3 separate regions of the Sus scrofa genome follow, and all the other regions are linked to region 1. Evidence: chromatin contacts called from public HiChIP or PLAC-seq data. All regions are on one chromosome and are shown on one strand. The core of a region is the stretch at or near the end of the contact, and the rest is flanking DNA. Distances in the headings are between cores, read along the strand shown.

What was found. HiChIP or PLAC-seq counts read pairs in DNA pulled down with a chosen protein or histone mark.
Region 2: a contact with region 1 is called in an H3K27ac HiChIP or PLAC-seq map of alveolar macrophages. The contact joins the promoter of UBE2T here to the promoter of SHISA4 in region 1. A contact is called at or near these places in 2 of 2 datasets of contacts at active chromatin or transcription factors (alveolar macrophages and skeletal muscle).
Region 3: a contact with region 1 is called in an H3K27ac HiChIP or PLAC-seq map of alveolar macrophages. The contact joins the promoter of CSRP1 here to the promoter of SHISA4 in region 1. A contact is called at or near these places in 2 of 47 Hi-C or Micro-C datasets (embryonic fibroblasts and heart right ventricle) and 2 of 2 datasets of contacts at active chromatin or transcription factors (alveolar macrophages and skeletal muscle).

Annotation. Positions count from the first base shown.
Region 1 is chr10:24,157,283-24,159,944 of Sscrofa11.1, reverse strand. SHISA4 (protein shisa-4) reads right to left here and starts at 1,297. Exons shown (of 5, transcript XM_021064525.1): 1 at 1,103-1,297; 2 at 684-855. The coding sequence starts at 1,175.
Region 2 is chr10:24,457,724-24,460,385 of Sscrofa11.1, reverse strand. It overlaps UBE2T (ubiquitin-conjugating enzyme E2 T), which reads left to right and starts at 1,301. Exons shown (of 6, transcript XM_021064545.1): 1 at 1,301-1,379.
Region 3 is chr10:23,862,687-23,865,348 of Sscrofa11.1, reverse strand. CSRP1 (cysteine and glycine-rich protein 1) reads left to right here and starts at 1,329. Exons shown (of 6, transcript XM_003357676.4): 1 at 1,329-1,644.

The DNA.
Region 1 (2,662 bases), core at 48-2,547:
TCACAGGGTGACCTGAAAGCTGTGCTTGGACTCCTGGCCAGCAGGGGGCCACAGAGAGCTGAGATTTGGGGTTCCTGGTGGGCTCTGCGGAACCCCGCAGGGGATCTTAGGGAACCACGCTTCCCGGAAGGCCAGGCGCCTGCTGGCCAGCGAGTGGCCTCTGGGGATTTGCAGTGGGCGCCCTACGGCAGCAACTTAACCGGTTAGACTTCTGACCGTGAGCCCTGCAAGTCCCCTGGGCAATGATCCAGAGCTGTTTTTTAAAATCCCACTGCAATGGGTCTTCTTGTACCTGTTTTATATGTCAGCAGGCCCCTTCAAAAAGACGCTGGAAAACCACTAACTGTGGCACCCCCCGCCCCCCGTCCCGGCCTGGTTTCAATGAAGAGGAAAGTGACCCACCCAGGACGTGTCTTCTGCAAGACCACGCAGCTAGTGAGGCATGAGACTGGGTCTCCTGCCTTCCTGGCAGAACGACACCGGCCCTGGCGCTGACCCTGCACCCTCCCTCTGCAGCCAGGGCAGGGCCAAGGGGAGGGCTCAGCCCCACCAGCACTTGACGTGTTTACTAACGGCCCCTCCTGGAATTCCCAAGCTGGACACTCAAGATTCGCCTTGTCCCCTAGCCGGAGCCTGGGTCTGGGCTAAGAATGTGGAGGTGGACAAGGAGGGGAGGAGCCCACCTGAAGGCCAGGCAGTGCTTCTGCTGCCTCTCGGTGATGAGCAAGGTCGGGTCTCTGCAGCAGTAGCGCTGGTAGCAGGTCCCGCAGCAGAAGGTTGAGAACTCGCAGTTAAAGCCCGGCTGCCAGGAGCCATTCCGATCCACGTACCAGAGGCAGTCCTCGCCGGCTAGCGCTGCAGACAGGGGTGCGGGTGCCCAGTGGCCACCGGGCCGGGTCTCTGGCTGCCCCCCTCCCGCGCGCCCTACTCTCACCACCCGAAGGTCTGCCCTGGTCCCTGAGCCCAGAGGCCTCTGCCTGGAGCGGCCCCCCCGGGGTCAGCCCACTCTTGCCCTCCTCTCCCACGGACCCCGCCACGCCCGGGCACCGCCTCCTCCAGGGCCTCCCCCGCGCGCGCCACGCCCGCGGCCCCCGGCCCTTACCCAGGGGCGCCCCCAGCACCAGGAGCGCGATCACCGCGAGCGGCGCGGCCCCGCGGAGCCCCGCGGGCGGCATAGCGGGGCGCGTGGAGCGGCCGCCGGGCGCGCAGGACAACGCCGGCCGCCCAGCTCCGCGGGGCCAGCGCGCCCGCCCGGCTCCTCCCCGCCTCCTCGGGGCGGGCTCGGCTGGTCCTCGGTGATCTGTCCCCGCGCCCCGCCCGTCCGGGGTCCACGCCGGCCACGCCCCTGGCCACGCCCCGCGCGGGCTCCCGCGACCAAGCGGCTGGGCACAGTGGGGGCCCGCCGGGCCTGGGCCCGCCCCCTGCCTCGGCCCAATCAGCGTTCTGGGCCCCAGAAGCCCTGATCCTGGTGCCATCTCCGAAAGCCCAGGCACAGGGGCCGACCCGGACCTTCCCTGTGCGGGACCACTTCTGCCCCAGTGTCCAGCCGAAGACGTCCTGCGGCGGCGGGGAGGAGCAGGAGGAGGCCCGGAGCACCCTGCCCCCACCGCGGAACACAGGCGCCCATTGAGAGGCGGCTCAGAGCAGCTTTGTCCCCGTCGAGCCCACAGGCCTGGACCCTGCCAGCTGCATTGGCTCCCTGAGCGGCCCCTTCCCCCTCCGAGTGGTCAGCGCTGGCATGCGCCAGCCTATGGCCTCACGCTTCCGGGTGGCTGGCCGCTGGGGCCACCTGGGACCCATCCAGTCAGACGGCCTTGAGAGTGAAAACCCCTTTCTTCTAGAGCAGCCCCGCAGAGATGCTGCAGGAAAGCAGGGCAGAGCAAGGGCCAGAGTTCCTTACAGCGAGACCTCTTTCAGTCTCCTGCTAAGTTTGTACTGTGTGTTGGTGGCCAGGCCCCTACTGCAGGGCCACACGGACCGGGAACATGCAGGGGACCAAAATTTTCTGGGGAGAAAATCCATAGCCTCCCTTAGCCCTCAGGGTGCTTGGACATGTCCCTCATTTGCGGTTCCCCACAATCCCATGAGCTAAACCAGGTTCACTGGTGTTGCCAGTCCCTTTTATAGACAGAGAAACTAGGACTCAAGGAAGTTATTAAAGTGTCCAGGTGACAGAGGCAGTGAGTGGCGGAGGCATGCTAAATCCAAGTGACTTCCCCCACCTCATGAGAGAAGCTATCTGCAAACGATATATGCTATACGAGGCTAATATCCAAAATACATAAAGAGCACATACGATTCAACGTCAAACAAACAATCTGATTAGAAATGGGCAGAGGGGAGTTCCCGTTGTGGCTCAGTGGTAACAAACTTGACTAGTCTCCATGAGGATGTGGGTTTGATCCCTGGCCTCAACTCGGTGGGTTAAGGATCCAGCATTGCCATGAGCTGTAGTGGGTCTCAGATACAGCTCGGATCTGGGGCTGCTGTGGCTGTGGTGAGACCAGTGACTACAGCTCCGATTCAACCCCTAGCCTGGGAACCTCCGTCTGCTGCGGGTGTGGCCCTAAAAAGACAAAAAGAAAGGAAAGAAAGAAAGAAAGAAAGAAAGAAAGAAAGAAAGAAAGAAAGAAAGAAAGAAAGAAAGAAAGAAAGAAAGAAA
Region 2 (2,662 bases), core at 52-2,551, 300 kb before region 1:
AATGACACTGGTACACACAGGTTATGAAAATCAGCGTGGCCTCTGTTCTCACCAGTTAACATACCTCCCTCTGGTGGACACATGGAAGCTGTACATTTACCCCCTAGAATTCTTTTTCTTTTACTTTTCTTCCTTCCTTCTTTCCTTCCTTCCTTCTCCCTCCCTCCCTCCTTCCTTCCTTTTATCCAATTCTTTCTGTTGCCAAAACTACAGGTATTGACTTGTTTTATCATATCATCTCTCCTTTCCACCAGACTCAACATAGCTCCTGGTTTTTCTAAAAGATATTTTAGAGACTTGATTTTCAGGGAGTTCCCACTGTGGCACAGTTGGCTTAATGACCCGGGTTGTCTCTGTGGAGGCTCAGGTTTGATTCCTGGCCCAGCGCAGTGCGTTGAGGATCCCGAGTTGCTGCGGCCGTGGTGTGGGTCACAAGCTCCAGCTCACATTTGATCCCTGGCCTGAGAATTCCAAATGCCGCTGGTGAGGACGAAAAAGAATAAAAGACTCGATTTTCAGAAAACCACCCAAGAAAACAATCAATTTCAGCTCGGAGGACAGAACTGTAACTGTAATAAAATTATAATACAACCACAGTTACAATCGGGGTGGAAACAGTGAAGGGATTACGACAGAAAACACCTCCCTACAATGAGGCAACGCTAACAGTAAAGGGAAAACCCCAACAGCTAACGGGAGACTAGATTGGACAGCACCGGGTAGTACCGTGGACGGTCTCGGGGGTGGGGGGCCGTGGGTCTCCGGCGGAGAGAGGGCGGCCGCAAGGAACCAGGGGGCTACTTAACACCGATTTGGGCGGAACGCAGAAATTTCGGCAGCTGTCAGAGCAGCGGTCAAACTGCACTGGCTCGCACGTTTAGGAAGACTGGCAGCTCTCCCGCAGCCGGAGCAGGAAGCGAAGGCGGGTGTGGTCTCCAGCCCGCCGTGGCGTCCGAGCACCGCGCAAGGTCCCCGCGCCCAGAGTCGGAACCCGGCCCGGAATCCCCGCGCTTCTCGGGCTCCGGGGAATCCCCAGAGCGCCGTCCGCGGGTCTGACCCTACGGCGAGGAACCTCGCTTGCAGTTCCTTCTCCTGACCAGTTACTCCCACGGAGCTTCTGGAAGCGATGTGCAATCCTTACCCCTGCGACCCACTGAACCCGACTGGAAACCGCAGCCACCGCCCCGCGCTCTGGTTCAAAACGGGTGGGCGGACGCCGCTCGGAGGCCGGCCAATCGGAGGCCGCACTCCTCCCCGGGCGGCGCTCCGGACCAATCACAACCCTCGCCGGCCGGAGGAGGGGAGACGCAACCCTCGGGCTCGCGCAGGCGCTGTGCAGGCTGGTTGGCGCCGCTGCGCTGCGAGGGAGATCCGCGCAGGTAAGAGCGGGTCGGTGGGCTTCTCGGCTTAGAGGTTACTGGCTGGCGGGGGCGGCGGCGGCGGCAGGGTCTTTCTGCCCAGCGAGGAAGTATCATCTCCCGCGAGCGGCTGTGTGGCGGAGCATGTGGTTGTCTTGACAGCCCCGTTGGCACACGCCTCCGGCAGCCCCCTACCTGAGTGTCCCCCTTCCCAGACATTCCCCTTCCTCCCACCCGGGCGTCCCCCCACCCCCCGTCCCCGACATTCCCCTGCTCTCCCCGCCGCGTCCCGCTCCCGGTGCAGAGCAGCTGCCGGGGTAGATTACAACTCACAGCAAGTTTGTGGAAACAGAGAGCTGGGCCTTGCGGTAGGAGTGAGGGGCTAGGCTGCATTCCTAGAGGAGGGGTGACGTGTGTATACGTCTACAGACTGTGGGCCTCAGAGAGAAGTCGGTGTGGCAGAAGCAAACGTTTATGGGGAGGAGTACTGGCCATGAGGCTGGAAATGTGGGTTGGGCCTAGATGGTAAGGAACTTGAAATGCCCACAAAATAGTGATGGATGGTTTTGAGCCAAGGAGTGCCACGTACTAATTTGTGTTAATGTGGTGAACCTGGGGTCTGGTTCTCCTTTAGAGAAATTGTCTTATTTGTTCTCACCCTATTACAGTCCCTTTACTATGCCTTTCCACTGCGTTCACATTTTATGCGAAGGTAGACTTTACCACTTGGGCATATTTGTCTCTGTCATCGATTCCCAGCATCTGCTTACTGAGAAAAGAAGGAATTTTTGTATGAAAGGTATGCTTAAGTACCCAGTGAAGTAACTGGATCCAAGAGAAGGTGGTTTAAAGGTGTGGCTAAAGAAATTTGGAAGTAGTTTAAAGAATAATTTGCGTGAAAGACCGTTGTAGTGTAATTGATTCTATTTAACGTATTAATTTGCTTGTGTTATTACTACTATTTAAATATTTCCAAGCGTGCGTGCATGTTGATTGCGGAGGACCACTTTGTCTTTGCAGTGCAGTTCAGGAGGGTACAAAGACCCAACACATACACGTCCTTGTGTTCAGGATAGCTGCCTGAGGTTAAGTTCATAATTATCATGAATTACACTGTCCAACTAAGTACAGTCTATACCCACCAGGTGATCTTTGCTTATTAGTACCTATAATTAGTACCGGACGGTTGGTTCACTTCTGTGCTGGGTGCACTGAGGCCCCAGCAGTGAGCAAAACTGGGCCCAGGCCCGCCCCCCCCGGGGGGGGGCGGGGAGATTGTCATTCATCCGTGGAGACAGATGTTA
Region 3 (2,662 bases), core at 80-2,579, 290 kb after region 1:
CCTCCAAGACCTGCCCCCGGGGCCACAGCCATGGGCGAGAGGAGGCTTCCTTCTCAGAGACACTGGAGCCCATGAGGGCAAACAGCAGGGCACCCGGGGAGCAGGCACAGCACAGCGAAATGTGCGCCGAGGTCTGAGTGTGGTTTGCACCCCACTCGGTGTGCTCCCAGTGCAAAGGGTGCCATTCGACCTGGAAATGCAGTGAATGAGCTACGACACCGCGGACCCAAAGAAGTGCTTTGTCTCCCTAAGTTCTCAGTCTCTCTCAGGTCTCCGTGTTCCTCCGAACAGGACTTGGGGGAGCAGATGGCACCTTCTTTTATTTTTTTCTTTTCTTTTTTTTTTTTCCTCGTCTTTTTGCCATTTCTAGGGCCACTCCCGTGGCATATGGAGTTTCCCAGGCTAGGGGTCTCATTGGAGCTGTAGCCACTGGCCTACACCAGAGCCACAGCCACGCGGGATCTGAGCCACGTCTGCTACCCACACCACAGCTCACGGCAATGCCGGATCCTTAACCCACTGAGCAAGGCCAGGGATCGAACCTGCCACCTCATGGTTCCTAGTTGGATTTGTTAACCACTGAGCCACGAGGGGAACTCCGGCACCTTCCTTTAGAGCTGGGCTCGCTCTGCCCCCCACCAGGACCCCTCTGCCAGGGGGTGACTCCCTCTCCCTCCAGAGCCCCAGGTTTCTGGGCTGTTCTGCCCAGGACAGAGGTGGAGGTTCTATCCTGACCCAGGAACAGCTCTGCAGGGAGCGGGCGGCTCTGACCTCTGAGATGCCCGCTGCTGCAGGCACAGGAAGGGCTGGGAGCTGCTGAGGGCGGCACCCACTTTTCAGAGCTGCTGTTCTGGGGGAGGGGTGGGGCAGCCTCCTTTGGAGAGCAGGGGAGATTGGGGAAGCCCAGAAGGAAGAGCTGCTGGAGGAGGGCGTTACACTCACCGAGGGCCACTGCTGAGGGCGTAGAAGGCTTAGAAGATCTGCCCCGTCTCCCCCCAAAACACACCCCTTCCCTGTGGATTACAGCTCCTTCACAGATGCGGAGCCTGTGGGCGGGGGTGGGGGGTGATTTGGAATCTAGGCCAGGGCAACAGCTAGTACACGGAAGGGGCGGGATCCGAACTCAGGCCTCTCTTACCCTGGTGCTCAGATGTGTCCTTGCCACCCTGCCGCCAGAACAAGTGAGACCCCACCACCGTCCCCACCGCCATCCACGCCCGCCCCTTCTCTTGTGGCGCAGGTTTTATCAGAAGTCTTAGCTCTCAGACTTGTGTCTCCACCCTCTCGCATCCGGCCGCCAGGAAACCCTGAGAAGTTCCGGGCACGTGCGAGACGCGGCTTCCTCCGTGGCGGGGGCACAGGGGGTCCCCCGGGCGCAGCCGGGTCGCCCCGGGCCTGGGGACCCCGCTGGGGGGTTGGGGGGTTGCGCCAAGACCTTAGCGCCGATGCGGTGACATCAGCCCCGGTGTGGTGACATCGGCGCTGGTGTGGTGCAGTGTGCAAAGCCCACTGGTTGGCGTGGCCGGGACACGCCCCCCGGGAGCGGAACAAAACGGCGCGCGGGCCGGACGAGCCCAGCCCCGCTTCCAGAGCGCCGCCCGCTGTCGCTGCCGCTACCGAAAGCCCAGCCACCACCGCCGCCAGGTGAGTGCGCGGGGTCTCGCCGAGCCCCTCTGGGCCACCCCGCTGGGCTCCGCTGCAACCTCCGCCCCTACCCCCGAGCGCCCTGGCTCCTCTGCGCGCCCCGGCTCCGCGCGCGCTGGACGCCCCCGGCCTTCTTGTCCCGCCACCTCTCGGGAGGCTGCAGGGGAGGGTAGACGCGACACCGGGCGGCCGGGGCCCGCGCAGGCCGAGGAGTGGGGCCAAGTGGCCGCGCGGGTTTCTTTCCAGGAGGCGCGGGGCTCCTCCCCGCTCCGGGTTCCCCGGACACAAAGGGCCCCCACGTGCCCCTGTCCCGGGACGGCCCGGCGCCCCCCACCGCCTGCGGGTCCCGAGGCGGAACAATGGGCCATTCTGCGCGCACTGACGCTTGTTGTCCGGCGGGGGTGGGAGCCTCTTGCAGCCCCCGCCCTTCTGCCCTGGGGGAACGCGCCCGCGGGCAGGGTGGGGACCGTCGGGCCTCGGGGGCCCGCCCGTGGCAGCTGCGCCCTGCCCTGCGCAGCGCAGGTGCTGGTTTCACTCTTTTCAAAAGACTAGATGGAGTTGCCCCCCACCTCCCACTGCGCGCGCCCCATTCACTCCCGCCCCCGCCGGCTCGTCTAAAGGAGTGGGGACCATCGCAGAGCCTGAAGGGACCCACAGTGCTTGGTGGCCTCAGTCCCTGAAGTGGGGAACACACTTAGAGAAAGTTGCAGTCCATTGCCCCACCAGCAACCACGAGGCAGGCGTTTTATCTGCTCTCACAGGCCCCAGAGTGTTGTGCAAATTCTGCAAACAGTTGTGATCTAATCAAATCTGGGTCTAGGCAGGAGGCTGGGTGGCTCAGCTCCCCGGAGGCGGGGGCACCCCTGCCCCTGGGTGTGAGTGGATGGTTAGGCCCACCCAGCTGAGAGGGCGTCACCTGGGCTCCTACCCCCAGAGGTCCGTACACCCGGCTCTGGTGAACACGGCAACCCACTCGGTGAGAGGTTGTTGGAAGGGGAACTGATCCTGATCCTGAACC